Regions from separate parts of the Zea mays genome. Here regions 1 and 3 are each linked to region 2. The links are chromatin contacts, called in public Hi-C maps. All regions are on one chromosome and are shown on one strand. The core of a region is the stretch at or near the end of the contact, and the rest is flanking DNA. Distances in the headings are between cores, read along the strand shown.

Region 1 (3,255 bases), core at 648-3,147, 210 kb before region 2:
CAAAACTGCCATGCTTGTCCTCCATCTTGTAGATAAACTCATCGATAACATCTTCAATGTCGAAAGCAAGGCCACGAATCTTCTTGATAAAGTTGGCAGTGTTGTTGTCAGTATCTTTGAATCTCTCAGCTCCTTGTAGAAAAGATTGCATGCTCTCCAATTCCTCCTTGATATCACGGATCTCACCAAAGAGCCTGCCAAGGGCTGAAGCTTCATGGTAGAGCTGTTTTGTGCCAAGCCTGCAAGCCTCTAAAAACAAGGCTGAACCAAGCTTCAGAATAAGGATGCCAACAACACCCTCTGCCATTGAACTGTTGGCTTCTTCTCAGTGTTGAAATGCATTGATCCTAAAAGGGAAAAAACAAAATGTTAAGGTGGATGCGCAGCCAACACAATGATTTACCAGAGACTCGAAAAATGAAAGAAATTATTTTTCCTCTGACGGACAAGCTGAAAGAGCAAAGTTTATAACAGCATGCCTAGGATCTGTTAGTGTACATGAACATACCCTACTCATAAGATAATCAGATGTCAGGTTCCTTTTAATTAGCATTAGGTGGACCCTTATAGAATACATATATATAATTGTATATGTAGGACAAAAGTAAAATATTGTCTCTACCTTTTATGTACTCTTATCGAACTGATGGTTCAATTTCTTTGGTGCCCCTAACTGCATCACACCCTGTTTTGACAAGCACATGACAACTTATTCTATAATTATGCAAAAAAATAAAAATAGACATTACTTCTGTAGTGCACATATAAGGCTATGCCTAGCTGTAAATTTTAGGATCCACAACTTTACCTATTGAAAACTAGAATGGTGAAGGTGTACATGAAAACGAAGCATAATGTGTTACAAATTAGCTAGTACACGACTGCACATATACTAATTTATGGATCCAAGGAAAGTTTAGAACTTATCATGCCCGAATGCAGTAATCACAAATTTGATGAATAGGGTGGGATCCTAGATGACATTCCCTCGTTCTGAAGTTGTATGAAATCAAGTTCCAAAGTTTGGCCTCTACCTTTTCTTCTAATATAACTATAAATATAGAAAATGTGAATTTTTATGAAACTATTTTTAAAGAGAATTCTGCTCTTTCAAACATTGAAGCTCAATATATAAAAAAGTAAATAATAGTTAAAGTTTGGAGTGGTTGACATTAGACAACCATAAACATCACTTTTTGTGGTTGGACTTGGAGGGAATGGTCATCGAATATTTCATGAGCTTGGTAAATTGTACACCTAGCTACAAGGCTACATACAACTTAATGAACACAAGAAACAGTAAGTTAGCAAGTTCCGAGTTTCCTCTCTTATTCAGCATGATTGGAAAAAGGGAGAACTTCATAAGCGACAGTCCACCAACTCACCAAGAAAAAAGAAGAGTTGGTTTAGCTATGCTATTGTAAATCCGAGTTTTTTTAGTTTAAACTGACCCTTCAATTTCCCAAAAATTAGCACAATGCTATAAATCCTAGAAGATGACGTTGGATCTTGGAGCCAGTCCAACCATTCAATAAGCTTTAAGCTAACAGCTGAATACGGATTGTGTTTCTATATGGTCTTTAAGCTTGGAGGGGATCTGAGAGGGGTTACAAAGGAACTCACCGCATCCAATAGAAACCAAGCGCCAGGAGCGGCTCCGATCAGTAACTGAGGTCGAGGTGATACCCTTGCTCTGGATTCTGGAATTCGGCGAGGGATTGTCGGGGGCTCGGGTCGCTGAAGTACGAGTCAAAGTCCACAAGCAGATGTTAGACACCGTGTAAGGGCAATGCAGCACTAAAATTCTCTTCTTTATTTTTAAATAAGGAGATTTTAACCCTTCAACCACCTCCGTTTTTTCCCAAACTAGTCCTATGTGTGGGTTGACACCACTGCCCTCGGTCCATTAGGTTAAGATTCCAAGTCTATTTATATGTAACCACTCTATACAAACAGTCTACACAACCTTACATAGTATCAGGGTTAGATTTTTCTCCCTCACTTCTCCCAACTCCCAGCCGTCAGCACCCAGTCCGGCCACCATCACAGCCATCACCGTCCTTGGTGGTCACTTGTTCTCAAATACTGTGAGTTAAGAACAAGGAAACACAATTATTAATCATAAAAAACCTTTGTACTTCGAGGCATTATCTCCTTACAACTATAATGTCTTTCAGACGAAGGTGGAGAAGGACGTACCTTCATCATACTAATACAAGGATAAGAATACGAAGGAATAAGTGTGATAACCATATCTTAATTCATTTATTCTTGCATTTTATAAAACATAAATAAATATCAACAATGTTAATATTACAATAATACCTTCGTCTTGCTCGGAGGTGAGGATGCGAGAAAGTGAATACAATCCAGCGTGAACAGTACGGTGCTACTGTTCATCTATTTATAGGCACGAGACGCAACCCGAGTGAAAATACATTTATACCCTTAACACTCATCTATGAACATAATATGAAATATTAGGGATTAAGTAGTCTTTGTCCCTTCTCGTCCATCATCGTACTTGGTCTTCGTCATCACTTCAAGTCGAAGCTTTTTGGCTATAGTTTCGTCGTCCAATTTCATCACCTTCGGATTGTATTTCCATCTTGTCATAAGAGAAAACCTTCATCCGAAGCCGAAGCTCCACTATGAAATAACCCATGTCACACTAGAAACATATGATTAGTCGTGTTTTTGAGGACCTTCGGAGGAAGAAGGCCCCCAACAGTAGCCCCTCGCTATATTAATTTGTTTCTTTGTGACAAATTTAGACTGCGACGTGAACGAAGGCCTTTAGCCGAAGGTCTAAAAAAACACCTTCCCTTCGCTAGAATAGCAAATGACACTGACATGCAGGACCCACCAAACCGTGGGGCGCTGGACATATAAATAGGAGCTTGTATTGAAAGCATTTCTTATGCCATTTCAGTTGCTTGCATTGTGCTTGTCGTTTTAAACTTTCTTGCTTTGTCGAGTTTAATTGAATTTCAAGCTTCGACATTCCAACGACCATCGTCTTAATGGCTGACGAGAAGAAGATTGTTGACCCGACGCTGTCCAAGTTTTATGAAGCTATGGAAAAAACCAACGCAGAGAAGATTGCACATGAGATGTTAGCTGGAATATCTGAAGGTTCCAGTGATAGTGAAAGCTTTGATGTAGAAAGCGGGAATGAAGATGCCGAAGATCGGCCCTGGAGACCAAGCCATGTTGTCTTCAGGAAATCAACTATCAAGCAAGGGAAAATTGATG
Region 2 (2,865 bases), core at 266-2,765:
TTCCAAACTTCTTTGAGTCCGCAACTTAATTTCTTTCTTGGTTTATGTTGAACCTTATGCACCTGAGATAAGAGACATCTAGATAATCTAGTTAGTTCACGTGGTTTGTGATGAACATTAAACACCAAAATCGATTATGGGAAATGATTAAGCTCATTTCCCTTTCGGCATATTCCGTGACAGTGTTGTCGTATCTCCTCGGCGGCCTCCTCGATGGCATGCTTCCGAAAATCTGTGACCCTTGCCTCCTCGACGTCGTACCTCCCAAGTTAGCGTGGAGTTCTCCCAAGTTAGCGTGGAGTTCACAGAAGTGCTAAGCAACTAAAAATAACATCTTTTGATGATATATCTAAAGTGAATTCTTTTGATGGTATGTATCTATAGGTCGGTTCTTTTGAGGGTATGTGTCTGATTTTCCCATCTAGGAGAGAGTGGATAAGGACGTAGAAAAAAGGACCCTAAATCTATTGATTCTATCTCCTCTTTATATATGTTTGGACGTTTGCATGTGCTTTCTACTAGAGCAAACGACGTCTTTTAACACTCGCTTCCTTGTGTAGCGAACTATTTTTTGCATCCGCGCGCGTGAGCTATTGGAGACAACCAAGATTATTGTTTTCAGTTAATAATTAATACTTCCTCTACCTAGTTATTTGTAAAAAATATTTAATAATTTTGTCTTGTTTTTTAGAGATATTTGAAAAAAACAAGCACATCAAGACGTGGCTACGTCAAAATAACCCGAACCACATGACTCACCAAAATATCCGCACCAACAAGAGGACGATGCTACAGTATCCAAATGACCCTTTTATCCTCATCTTTCTGATGCCTTCTCCCTGTTTCTCGAAATGATCGTCATTTCTCTATGGATGCCCCTGGCGACAGCGTGCTGCATGCATCCCGCCCTCCCCTCGGCCAACACGAATCCAAGGTCAGCTATGAGCCAATGCAGCAGGGGTGATGACCGGGGGCCATGATGACCATAGACGTAGAGACAAGTAGTCTACTTGAACGTGAGAAACTAAAAACACTGAGAGCTAGTTTGGAAGTCTAAAAATTAAGGGATTAAAGCATCTTCAAGAGCTCTCTAAAAAATGACTTATCAAAATTAGTTTTAAGGATATCTAAAAAAATTAAATTAGTGGGGTAGATTTTAATCATTTTTCCAACAGATCCCTTAAACGACAAATTATTTCTGCTGAGCCTAAAACCTCCTCATTTGTTACAAATGAGAGAGTTTTAAGGGCTATAAAAAAGATGGGAGCATTTTAGTGGAACTGTTGGAGACAAATTTTTGTGTTTTTCCAAAAAAAACTTGATTTAGGAGACTTCTGTAAAACTCTTGGAGATGCTTTTAGAGTGGTTAAATTTCTCATTTTATTCAAAATTGAATAAGAAAAAGATTTTAGTCTCTCTAATACTCTCTGATTTTGTGGCTCCTATACTAGCCCTAAGCTAATGTTGCCGAGCTCAGCCCACACCACGTGAGAAGCTAAAAGCTAAACAAACTTTGACGTAGTCCATGTCCCACACAAAAACGAACCTTCACCACTTTCCACGTATCCACAAGACCACAATCACGAAGCGCCGAGCCGCGGTCACACGAATACGTGAATCCTCGCCCGGTGTCAGCAACTCAAGCACAGGAATAGAGCAGACCGATGGGTGGCGGGCCCTCCAATAGAAACCTAAAAGCAGTGGCTCGGTCGGACGCCGGAGATAGCGACAAAGCTGGAGGTGGTAGTCGTGACACAGCGACATCTAAATCTAATCCAATGTAGTCAGGTAGCTCTGTTTAGGGCTGGAAACGAGCCGAGCCAAGATCGATTCGGTGCGCTTCGGTGATCCAACGAGCCAAACTCGGCTCGACTCGATCACATTAAGGGCTTGAAAATGTGCCCTGACTCGGACTCGTTCAGACTCGCGAGCCACACTAAATCTCAATTAAAGTAATAAATTATATATTTTCATTATATACATAATAGAAAACATATACAAAAAATCTAGCTACATATTTTAAACTATACTAGCATTGAGTCCATAAAAATAAGGAAACCAAACAATAACATAATGATGTACTAGTGAAACGACATAACATCATGTCATTAGACTGGCTTGTGAGCCGGCTCAGGCTCACTGCTTGAGCGAGCCACAAAAGTAGGCTCAGATTGCGCTCGTTCAGGCTCGCGAGCATTTTGAGTCAAGCCAAGTTTGAACCAACTCGCGAGCCTCCATCTTTTTTCGAGTCTTAGCCCCATTCACTGCCTAATTTTTACTAGCATTTGTATTTGCAAGAATCACGCTCCGTTGAGTTTGATTTGAATTCATTCCAAACTTGAAGATAACATATACATTGAATTTGTTAAGAAACCCTAGTAAAGGGTTATGTGGATAAATATTGATATGCTTCTGAAGGGTATCATGTCTCTATATATAGAACTTGTACCCTATAATATGGAATGAAAGAGACAGAAAAAGGCCAGAGGCCCAACCCTACATCTTGTATCTTTTGTGCTTTCTCTATCGTGCTTCTAGGAAGGGAGACATGTCTTCAAATATCTTCTCGTACCTAAACTGCTGACGGTAGGGTAGGGAGCGGATCTGGTGATCCGTGGTATTGTAGTTATTCAACACATTATCAACACACTCTACCTCGACATTGCTGCGAGATCCGATCTGCACCAACTCTTTGTCAAGCCGGTAGGTCTCCCGGCCAATCCGAACTGTCCTACGCGTCAACCTTCGATTCCTCTATGCAAATGGACCATATCTTTTTTCTCCGTTCGTGGGAATTGTTCACCTGAATAAATTGCTAGTGGTGATGGTTGCGAGTTCCACGTGCTGGACCTGTGTTGGCTACAT
Region 3 (3,177 bases), core at 99-2,598, 140 kb after region 2:
TCTTATATCATTATAAAAAGTCAAATAACTACCTTTGACAAAATATCATGGGGCTGCAGAAATAGTTAAAATATTATTGCCTCTGCTACTGCTGTTCTATAAGATTGGCGTTTCAGAGTAGTACAGAAACAAAATTTGTTGGTTTAGCAGGTTCAGATACTAATAGCCCGTCTGGATTTAATGTGCAGCATAATTCCAAGTACTACCTCCGTTTTAAAATATTTGTCGTCCGTTAGTTTATTTTTGAACTAAACCGCGACAAATAAAAAAGAACGGAGGGAGTACTTTTTAGTGTATTGTGTATGACAAATGGAATATTCTTTAGAGAGGACAACAGAATGATGTCTAAGAGGCACATTAAAAAGGATACGAAACACAAACAGCAGGTGTTTCTTGTCCCTGCTCCAATGCAGCCAAACAGAGACACGAGGAAAACAGTAGCACCAACACCAATGAACAAATAAATAAACCTGCAGGGAACAGAGGCGATTCCATGTCAAACACAACCGTTTTGGCAGTAAGAACAAACAAATAACAAACCCATAATTGCCAAACTAAAGAACCAATGGTTCCGACTGGAGACTTGGAACAATTCAAATCCACATAGAATTTACTGCCTGACTAACAAGCTCATCGATCCGAAGGCGAATAACAAATGCTACATCAAACTGCAATTTGCAACTGAGAGTTTTGGCTATCATAACATCATTGCATATTTCAAACATTCGCCTCTTAATCATCCACTACATGGAAAATTAAAGTAACACTTGTCCTATTCACAATTGTGATTGCCACCCCTACTAAGCAAACCTCGCAGTTCCTCACAACCCAAAATCCTAATCAGTCGCGAGATCACATGGACGAAACCAACGTTGATACATCAGAAACAAAAAGGGTGCATGAGCAAGCAACCATCTCACCATGCTTTGGGTAGCATGTCGAGGAAGCTGTCACCGAGAGCGACAGCCCCCAACAACGGCCGGCCGGAGACCAGCACCTCCGCCGTCAACCCCCCGCTGCTGCCGTCCTCAGATATCTTCATCCACTCGACGAGCAGGTAGATCCCGTAGCCGACCATGGCGAGGCCGGCGACGGTGAGGATGAAGTTGAGCAGCCTGAGCAGGCACTCGAAGAAGCCCCGGCACGCCGCCATCTGCCGCCCTCCTCCCCTCCCTCCGCCACCGATCAATCGATCGATATACCAATCTACCAAGTCCAAAAAAACGCTCCGATTCTCAGGGGAATTCCAACTAATACCGCCCGAATCGCGCCGAATTTCCCGCGGTGGGTGAGGGGAAGAAGGACAGGAGGACGGGTTGATTACCTGGCGATGCTTCGCCTGCCGTTCTTCTTCCGTTTATAATTCTTTTTTAGTTTTTTGCGCGTGAATAAACTAAAAATCACTCGGCTGGATTGGGGCAAAGGAGGCGGTGGAGTTGGAGTGGACGAGGGACCCACCAGGTGGCGCGAGGAGTGCCGTTGCCTGAGGCAGTGGACGGAGCAGATCGGTTGGGCTGGCTGCATTAGGAATTTGAGCTGGAGTTATTTTTTTATCGCATCGGCGGCCATGCTGACGGTGTACGCGCGGGGACGGTTGCGCTGGCCGGTAGTGCTCGCCATTATCCCCGTGCGCAGTGGATATGCGCTGGCGGTCGGGTCACTTGAAAGGTCTGAACTGCCCTCTCATGGGCCGCCTCCGCAATTCGAGATGGCAAATGACATCGGTATATTGGCATGTGTTGCTGTTGTTATCGTTAGGCGAAGGGTTTGTTTGGTTGTTGGGAGTGAAAAAAAGCTAGTTTACGCTCTGAGCTATTAAAAAGCTAAAAATTATTTAGTGTAAATCATAAAAAACCACTAAAAGTTCATATATATATTCACAGTTTTATTTGAAAGTCATTAAGGGTACGTTTGGTTGCAGGACAGCAAGAACAGGGATGTCCCTTGGCGTACTCTCTCGTCCCTCCAATTTTGAAAGATAATTGGGGACAACACTAGATAGTCATGTTCCAACCTTTGACCTTGAACCAAACAATCTTATTTGAGGGATCGTCTCATCTCATTGTCTTGTCATTGCAATCAAACACATCCTAAAGGTAGGTCTAGAGGTGCTTTCAGTTTTAAACTGCGAGAGAGTCGGCTTCTAGAAAAAACTGATTCTGGATCCAGCCATTTGGCACGGCTTTTGGCTTTTGGGCAAAAGTAAAAGCCAAAATCCAAACAAAACACATCATAAGTTTGACCTGTTAGGGCACGTACAACCTAAATATTATTTTTGGTTATTTAAGCATTAGATATACTCGTTCATACAACTCAATATATCTAAGTCTTGTATCTTATTTACGAACATCTCAAGAAATGATTCATTTATGTGGGTTGTATGAGTGTAACCATATCTTAGACTCAAAAACTGTGCTAGAGACGTTCCTTTACTAAGATACATTTTTTGTGTTTTAAACTTATTCATTTAAATACCCCTTAAGATACAGACCATTTATGTGGTTGTACATAGGATCATTCCTAGCATTTTAGGGGCACTGAACGAAAACTACCATAGAGGCCTCTTAAATTGTTATCATTGATATTGGCATCAACATTTTTCTCTTCTTCAGAAAATCTCAATAGCGGGTTCTTCTTTCTCCACAACAACTACCGCTAGCTCATTATTTGGGTTAGTTAAAGCATAGAGATTACTGGTCATAAATATATCCATAGCTCATCTCACTGTTTCTATGAACCTATCCACCTGTTATTTTTTTTGTTTTTTCTAAAAGATAGATACTTTTTGATGACTTGATATCACAAATCATTTGGCCTTTTTAATCATTTAATACCGGTGTAAGATAAAGTTTGAGACAAAAATGTAGACTTTAGAACCCTCTATAAAATATATCAATAATCAATCATTAGTCTATAAGATTAAAAAACTCACATGTATAATACAAAGACTACTACACTATATACTATGACTACAGACATCTAACGAACAACGAGAGGCTAGAGAGATTGCGTGAATCATCTGATATATGATGTCGTGATCACATCGTACGTAAAGATTGAAGAACTCAATTACGATTTAGTGTCAGATGATCTAGAGTTACGGGGACATTATCAGCGTCGACGAGATTGGGGCATCGAGGCCATGAGGACGGCGTTGCGTCACTTTAGAAGTATGCG

The links. Hi-C and Micro-C count contacts between places; a contact is called where the count stands out from the background.
Region 1: a Hi-C map of ear shows a contact between it and region 2, with 2.1 times the contacts expected there. The contact joins the promoter of LOC103637688 here to the enhancer-like site in region 2. A contact is called at or near these places in 3 of 25 Hi-C or Micro-C datasets (ear, leaf and tassel).
Region 3: a contact with region 2 is called in a Hi-C map of leaf, with 4 times the contacts expected there. The contact joins the promoter of LOC100284460 here to the enhancer-like site in region 2. A contact is called at or near these places in 2 of 25 Hi-C or Micro-C datasets (leaf and tassel).

The regions. Positions count from the first base shown.
Region 1 is chr1:98,883,355-98,886,609 of Zm-B73-REFERENCE-NAM-5.0, reverse strand. LOC103637688 (disease resistance protein RPM1) reads right to left here and starts at 1,897. Exons shown (of 3, transcript XR_004855284.1): 1 at 1,624-1,897; 2 at 1-347.
Region 2 is chr1:98,670,486-98,673,350 of Zm-B73-REFERENCE-NAM-5.0, reverse strand. No RefSeq gene overlaps it. Among protein-coding and RNA genes, the nearest start is that of LOC103637687, 27 kb to the right of the region's middle. Within about 2 kb of position 1,515, at least 16 of the 20 cell types and tissues checked have an H3K27ac peak or open chromatin away from gene starts, as enhancers often do. A contact at or near this core is called in ear and leaf, where this site is marked.
Region 3 is chr1:98,533,220-98,536,396 of Zm-B73-REFERENCE-NAM-5.0, reverse strand. It overlaps LOC100284460 (tetraspanin family protein), which reads right to left and starts at 1,348. Exons shown (of 7, transcript NM_001157355.1): 1 at 1,325-1,348; 2 at 921-1,206; 3 at 371-470. The coding sequence starts at 1,153.